Linked DNA regions of Capsicum annuum: region 1 is linked to region 2. The links are chromatin contacts, called in public Hi-C maps. All regions are on one chromosome and are shown on one strand. The core of a region is the stretch at or near the end of the contact, and the rest is flanking DNA. Distances in the headings are between cores, read along the strand shown. Region 1 holds the start of LOC107842660 (zinc finger CCCH domain-containing protein 34). Region 2 holds the start of LOC107842670 (anaphase-promoting complex subunit 7).

Evidence for each region. A called contact is a pair of places that touch in the nucleus more often than the background predicts.
Region 1: a Hi-C map of leaf shows a contact between it and region 2, with 2.3 times the contacts expected there. The contact joins the promoter of LOC107842660 here to the promoter of LOC107842670 in region 2. A contact is called at or near these places in 2 of 5 Hi-C or Micro-C datasets (leaf and placenta).

The regions. Positions count from the first base shown.
Region 1 is chr1:184,687,829-184,691,623 of UCD10Xv1.1, forward strand. It overlaps LOC107842660 (zinc finger CCCH domain-containing protein 34), which reads left to right and starts at 1,680. Exons shown (of 7, transcript XM_016686616.2): 1 at 1,680-2,421; 2 at 2,505-2,650; 3 at 3,042-3,107. The coding sequence starts at 2,328.
Region 2 is chr1:184,274,547-184,278,284 of UCD10Xv1.1, forward strand. LOC107842670 (anaphase-promoting complex subunit 7) reads right to left here and starts at 2,117. Exons shown (of 18, transcript XM_016686626.2): 1 at 1,669-2,117; 2 at 869-937; 3 at 620-670; 4 at 286-423; 5 at 128-190. The coding sequence starts at 1,737.

The DNA.
Region 1 (3,795 bases), core at 430-2,929, 410 kb after region 2:
ACGTTGCATCATGGATAGTTGTTTAACTACTTTTAAAATCTAATTAATGTGAAAGAAACTTTTCAACATGAAACAAATAATTTAAAAAAAAATATATAGAAAAGGTAAAATTTAAATACAAATCCTAACATGAGAGGTTTTTTTCCTAATAACAAAATATTTTGGTATGTGTAATGATCATTTCAAATATTATTTTTCTAATTCCTCTTAATTCTTTTTTCTCTACTCTTCCACTTTATTTTTTGTGAATTAATATATATTGAATGTAGTATTCGTTTAAAAAATTTAATGTAATCTTTAATCTCTCTATATATAAATAAATAGATTTTATTCAGTAAACTTCAACTTGACTATTTTTTTTTTGTCATAAAGGAGATGATGTGACACCTCTCTATGACCTCCATTCCTATTTATTTTTTTCTCATTTTTTTGAGGCTTTTTTTTTTTTTCATTTTTTGAGATATTTTTTCAATTTGTCATTCATAACCTATTTAATAAATTACTTTAAAAATCTTATTAAATACATGTAAGAGTTAAAACCCACGTTTGACAATCAATTTAAATCTTTAAACCTCTTTCTCTTGTCATCCCATATCATGCTAATTACAATGACTTTTCATATACTTTTCTATGTAGTTTTCATATAATCAAAAGTAAAAATGTCTTTAAAAAATACCTTTCTTTTTTTCGTTCATGAAAATGAAGTTTCTCCAAGATCTATTTTTTTAATAAAAATATTTATATTTTTAATTTCATCAACATACATAATTAAGTTTTGTATGTGCATATAAAAGTTTATCTCCATTCTTATCAAAATTTATTAAAGATATCGTTAATAAATACTTTTTATAATCGCGTGAAGCGCGGATAATTTCACTAGTTCATATATAGATGATAATATATATATATATATATATATATATATATATATATATATATATTTAAGGAAGATGAGTATGCTAATAAGCAAGAAATATTTTTTCAATAAAGAGAGTTATAGAGAAACATGTAGTTTTTCTGAAAAAGAAAAAAATGTGAATAATGAAGATAAATTATTGATCAAATACTCCTATCATAATTATCAACACAGTTATTTAGGAGAAATGGGATATTTAAGAAGATTATTAGATTAATAAATGTGTACTAAATGAATTTTTTAAAAAAAGAAATAAAATTGTTTTTTTTAGAATTTCTACAACTTGCAATTAATTTCATAGTTCAATAATTATGTAAAAGTGATGCTATAACTTCCAATAAACAATCTAATAATTATATACAAGATAATTTTTTATTTTATTTTATCCTCACACATATTTAAAGACGAAAGACAAAAGTGTCATTTAACGTGAACAATTCATTAAGTGTCAAATAACTGTAACTGAAGTGAGAAGTTTTCACATTAGATATATATTTGGCGCGTACTTGCACAAATAAACATCAAAAATAACAAACCCAAACTAAATATTAGTAAAACTTAACCTCAGAAATTGAAAAACACATAAAAATAAAAAAAATTAAATTAGACATTTATATAAAATGTAACATGAATTTTTTAATATGAACATAATGTATATTATATTATATAATATATACGCTAGTATTACTAGTTACTACAGAAAATACAGTAGTGTTGCTAGTTATTAGTAGTGAAGAGACGACAATCAAATTGGAATCTTGGTGACGCTATGGTGTCGCGTACTATTACAGTTTGTTAGATTTTTCTTTCTTTTGTAAACTATGTTCTTTTTCTTTGTGATTGCAAAAAAATATGCCAGTGATTCCAAGTTTCAACCCCCTCCACCTCCTTCTATTAAAGAGAAAAAAGATCACAAAAACTTTTACAGCCCCCTTCACCTATCCCCACCCCGCATAAAAAATCACACAGAAAAACAGAAAATACAATACACAAAAAGGCTATTTGGTGAGAAAGAGAGAGCCAAAAATCAGTCTGAAAAAACACACACACAGTGAGTGAGTGACTGACGAGTGTGAGATATAGAGAGAGAAAGAAAAGGCTTTATTAGAAAAAGAACACAACTCCCTTTTACTTTTCTCTCTCTAAAAACCACCAACCCCCACCCCAACCCACCCCACCCCACCCCACCCCCACCCCCCCATAACTCCCTACCAACCCCCACGCTACCTCACAGTTGATCAAAACCATTTCATAGCTTCTTTCACACACAGACACAGAAAGACACTCTTCTTCTTCACTCTGTTCATACATATATTTCATATAAATACAAAAATATATATATACGTATAGTCATCGTACATATAAATATATATAGGTTTGTGTATAGTTGTAACAGAGAAAAGAAGGAAAAATGGAGAGGTACAGTGGGACCCAAGCAATGGAAGGTGCACCGGTGGATCCGGTGTCTGAATGGACTGTTCCTGGCGGAGAGACGGGGCTTGAAGGTCAGTGTACTAACTTGTTTAACTGCATTTGAATTTCATGTGAATTTCACTTGAATTTTGTGTAATGTGGGCATTTGATGCAGAGCCTATGTGGCAGTTATCAGTGGGTACTGGACCAGAAGCATACCCTGAAAGGCCTAACGAGCCCGATTGTATCTATTACTTGCGTACGGGCTTCTGTGGTTATGGTGGAAGGTGTCGGTTCAATCATCCTAGGGACCGTACTTCGGTAAAATGAAATGAAATTTACTTTTTCATTTGGGGTTTTTAAATAAGATTGAATTTTTAGGGTTCTTTTTGCTTGATCACTGATTTTTATGTGTTAAATTGGGGTTGATCTTATGATTTGATGGGTTTTTTCTTGTGGTTTTTTTTAGATATATGTGTAAAGTTTGATCCTTTTCTTTTTGTTGCACATTTATGAGTTTTGTTGTTAAACTCTTGATTAGCATTGCCTCAAGTTAAATTTTTAGTGGGTGTGCGTAAAATCGTGGATCCGCCTCTGGTGATTGAAGTTTAAAAGTTTTTTTTTGGTGGTGGTGGTTTTTTGTTTAATCTGAGGCCAAGACTGGGAATTTTAACATGCATTGATTTTGTTGGATTTTGTGAAATGACGGTAGGTTTTGGGTGCAATGAGAGCTACTGGAGGAGAATATCCAGAAAGAATGGGTCAACCTGTTTGCCAGGTAGGTCTTTGGTTTTTCTTGCGTGCTAGCTATCACTTTTAGAATGTTAGGTGTTTTATTGAATGATCAAATGTTGAAGCATATGTGGTTTCTGGATTTGGCCCTGGCTAGTTTAATCAATTCGTCTGCTCATTGTTTATTCAATTCGTCTGCTTGCTATTGATTCTGTGCTATCAAATTTAGAACGTTGGGTGGAATGATCAAATTTGAAAGAATATGTGGTTTCTGGATTTGGCTATGGTTAGTTTAATCAATTCGTCTGCTTGCTGTTGGATCAATTCGTCTCTTTCTGTTGATTCTGTACTTTCAGTTTTAGAATGTTGGGTGTTTTATTGAATGATCAAAATTTGAAAGAATATGTGGTTTCTGGATTTGGCTCATGGTTAGTTTAAGCAATTCTTCTGCTTGCTGTTAATTCTGTACTACGTAAGCTCCCATCTTGTTAGTACAACCAATTTGTCTGCTTGCTGTTGATTGTGGACTACATGAGTTCCCGTCTGGTTAGTACAATCACTTCTTCTGCTTGCTGTTGATTCTGTTCAGTTTGAACTCCCATTTTGCTGATAATTGTCGTCCTTTTCCTTCTTTTCGATCTCTGATGTGCTAAATGGAAGCTTATGTTGCTCTTCAATTTGGTGTACTATTTATAATCCTCCTAGACTTTCCATGTTATCGTTCAGGTGCATAC
Region 2 (3,738 bases), core at 867-3,366:
AACATTTAAAAATTACCAAGAAAAGAACAAATTTCTTTTCTGGGTTTTTCATCACAAATTGGCAGTTACCCAACATTCTAAAACTGTCCACACCAGATGGAGACATAGAGTCATAAAGATGACTAACCTCGAGAAGAGCTGCCCTATTCTCATTGAGTGCACAATGCGATGATGCAATTTTGAACTTCACCTATTATGAAGATGAAAAAACAAAAGGAGCAAAAGACCCTCAGTAATGCCGTGGTGAGTCAGCATTTCCAACAATAAGTTATAAGCACAAGATACCTCATTCTCATTAATCGTTGAAATGTTGAAAGAATTTGGCGATGATGACCTGGTTGATGCAGACAGTGAACTTCTAACTGCTGATGCATTTTGCTTAGGAGTTAGTCTGTGGCAGTGCAATGCTTGCTTGTATGTGTGCTGGCACATTAGTAAACCAAACAGTTTAACTGACACTACCTAATCAATCTTAATACCATACATATAAAAATGTGCCCATTATTAATAACTAAATCATAGAAACATGCACAAACAATATAAATCTGATATGGCATAACTATATATAACACCAATATAAAACATTTTTTTTCATCTATATTAAACCAATTTATCTTACAATAGCTCTCCTGTACTCTTTCTCTCGAAATAAAGCATCTCCAAGAAGCACCTGAATAACAAATTACAGTGACAAACGAATCAACTAGTCAGTGTTCGCTCTTTTGTATCCATTCTGCTCTATTCAGGACGAATCAACAAATCAATCACAAACATAAAAAATCATGGTCTAGCTGAACATAACATCTCCACTAATTTTAATTTCCAAATCTGTTCTAAAGATGAATAGATAGAGAGAAGAGAAACAAACCAAATTCTCAGCCTTGAGGTGCGGACTTGTTTCAAGACTTATGGAAGACGATGAAACAAGAAAACATCCCTAGATTGCAATCACCAAAGAAAACAGAATCAAGTTTACTTACGCAATAAATTACATCTATAAATTATAAGCATGATTGTTACCTAAAATGGTGAAATTGAAATAGGTATTGGCTCGTAAAATTAACATATGAGCAGATATACATTTCAATCACCAAAGAAACAAAACCAAGACAAGGATAGCTTAGACAATAAAAGTAAGACTTCAACGTCAGTAAGTTACTGGCATTTGAGCAGGGGTAAATTTCAACCAGCACCACCAACAAGAACAACAACAATAACACACCCTGCGTAATCCCACTAGTGGGGTCTGGACGGCAGACCTTATCCCTACCTCGTGGACGTAAAGAGGCTGTTTCCGAAAGACCCTCGCCTCAAGTGCAGCAAATCAAAGTAGTTTTGAAAAGTAAATATAACAGCAGAAAAAACAGGTCAATTAATTTTTAAAAAAAAGGCAATAGAGGGCATCGAGAAAAAGAAAACAGTAACAACAATGAAATAATGCAGAAACACAAAAGACAATAAATGGTAACAGATATCAAAAACAATAAATTTCAATCACCAAAGAAACAAAATGATGATCATCGCTCCACAGCAAATTAAAACACTGAAATTATAGCAGTAAATTACGAACATTTGAGCAGCAGTGAAATTCGAACACCAAAGAGAATAAGGATAATTTACGCAGTAAATTCTATTCAGTAAAACCCTAAGGAGGTTATAGGAAATTACGAGCATTTGAGCAGAAGCGAACAAGCCATGATCCAATAGAGTGGTCATGTAGTCTTTCGGGACGTCCATTTCGTGAAGAAGAGAGAGAGAGAGAGAGAGAGGAGCGCGCCTATGCAGTCTGAAAGTGAGAGTGTGTGAAGAGTAACAAGGTCCTACTAGGAAAGTGATTTGGAGATTTAGAGAAAGATCTATCGAGGGAAATTGGAGGACTCAAAATATCACACTTCCTTTTGGCTGCAGATTCTGAAGAAAATTTTCTTGAATAATGCTAGAGTTTATTACTACAACACTACTGGGTTGTTTGGTTGTTGGTCAGAGAGGAGTTATCCATGTATTAAAACTAGCATAACTTTATACAATTTTTGTAAGGTTATAAAAATGGACAAAAATAATCTCCACTCAGAATCTAGTATAAGTTATACAATGTTTTGATTGATTTTCTCTTTTCATTTATAACATAACATCGTTAATACAATGTTTGGTTCATGTTTACCTTTTCCGCATAACTAATCCATGTTTAAGTTATAAGTTATGAGGGAACCTACTTTTTATTTTATGCAGGTAGAAGATGGCATTACTAATACAACAGTAACAAACTCAGTCTATTCCCACATAGTGGTATCTAGGGATACATCATAGTGGTATCTAGGGATAAGATGTATGCAGTCCATACCACTACTTCAAAAGAAGTAGAAAGGCTGTTTCTGATTGGCCCTCGTCTCAAGATAAGGAATAATAAACAAATACTTAATAAAGCATGAAACAAGAAGTCAAGACATAAATACGCTACCCACAAGGAATAATAAACAAAGAATGGTAAACAAATTCATAATAAAGCATGCAACAAAGTGTCCTAGCAAGATTAATACATCTACCAAGTAATGCCCTACCCCAACGACTCAAACTGATACTAGTCTTCTATCCAAATCCGCATCCTCCAGATCTTCTTATCTAGGGTCATGTCCTCAGTGAGTTGTAATTGCTCCATGTCCCACCCGATCACCTCTCTCAAGTATTTCTTCGGCCTAGCCCTAACTGCTACCGCCAAACCTTTACTACCATGACATGTTAGGAGGTGTATTTTTAATTATATATTTGGATAAACTATTAATTAGTATTTATTTTTATGTATAGAGAGCAGTTTGCATCAGACACAGTCACCTTTGCTAATTCGACAAAAGATCAGACATCAGAAAGTTAATATATATAAAAGTTGAAATCACAAAATTATACCATTTTTCCTATTGATTTTGGCCTTTACTGCTCTTTATAAAGGGAAGGAGCAGCGGGAAGAGGTTTCTTAATCAATTTTATTCTCTCTCAATTATACAATCAGCAACTACAGCCACCCATGTTCATTACATTCTTTCTTCGTCTCTTGCACATATATGGCAGATCCATAGTCCTTATATCCAGCCTTAGATTGCCTGAACTGCTTAATGCAACCTCAATCTTTTCTTTTTGAGAAATTCCTTTTTTGGCGAGAAACTATAACCTCAATCATATCCTTCGTGCCCTTTTCATTATTATTGTTAATCTTTAGGTAACAGACCATCGAGATATTAATAAAAGTGGTGTTAAATACTTGCTAGTGCCAGTAGGCTGCCATCATTTGGCAGAGGCATTGCTGAATATTTAGACGAGTTCCTTCGCTCTCTAACTGTCTCCTAAACCCACAACATTGCGGAGATAGTTTAGCACGTTTTCTTTGGGTTCCTAATTTCCAGCACGGGTAGCAGCAGATGCATTATGGAGCATCAACAAAAACATTATTAGCAATATAGGAGAAAAATATTATTGAACTGTTGTAACTACATTATTACACTAAGACCCTATTTATAAACACTACATTACAATGCTTTTTCAAGTAGAATTCTACATGTTATTCCTTCTCCTACTCATATTCTAAGACTCCCCCTTAAGCTAGTGCATACAAGTCATATGTACTACGCTTGTCATGGATGTAATTAATACGAGGATTTGTGAGGGACTTGATGAAGATATTCGTAAGAAACTGGTAAGGATTGTTAGGGACATCTAGGCGATCACAGTGGAAAAAGAACAAACTAA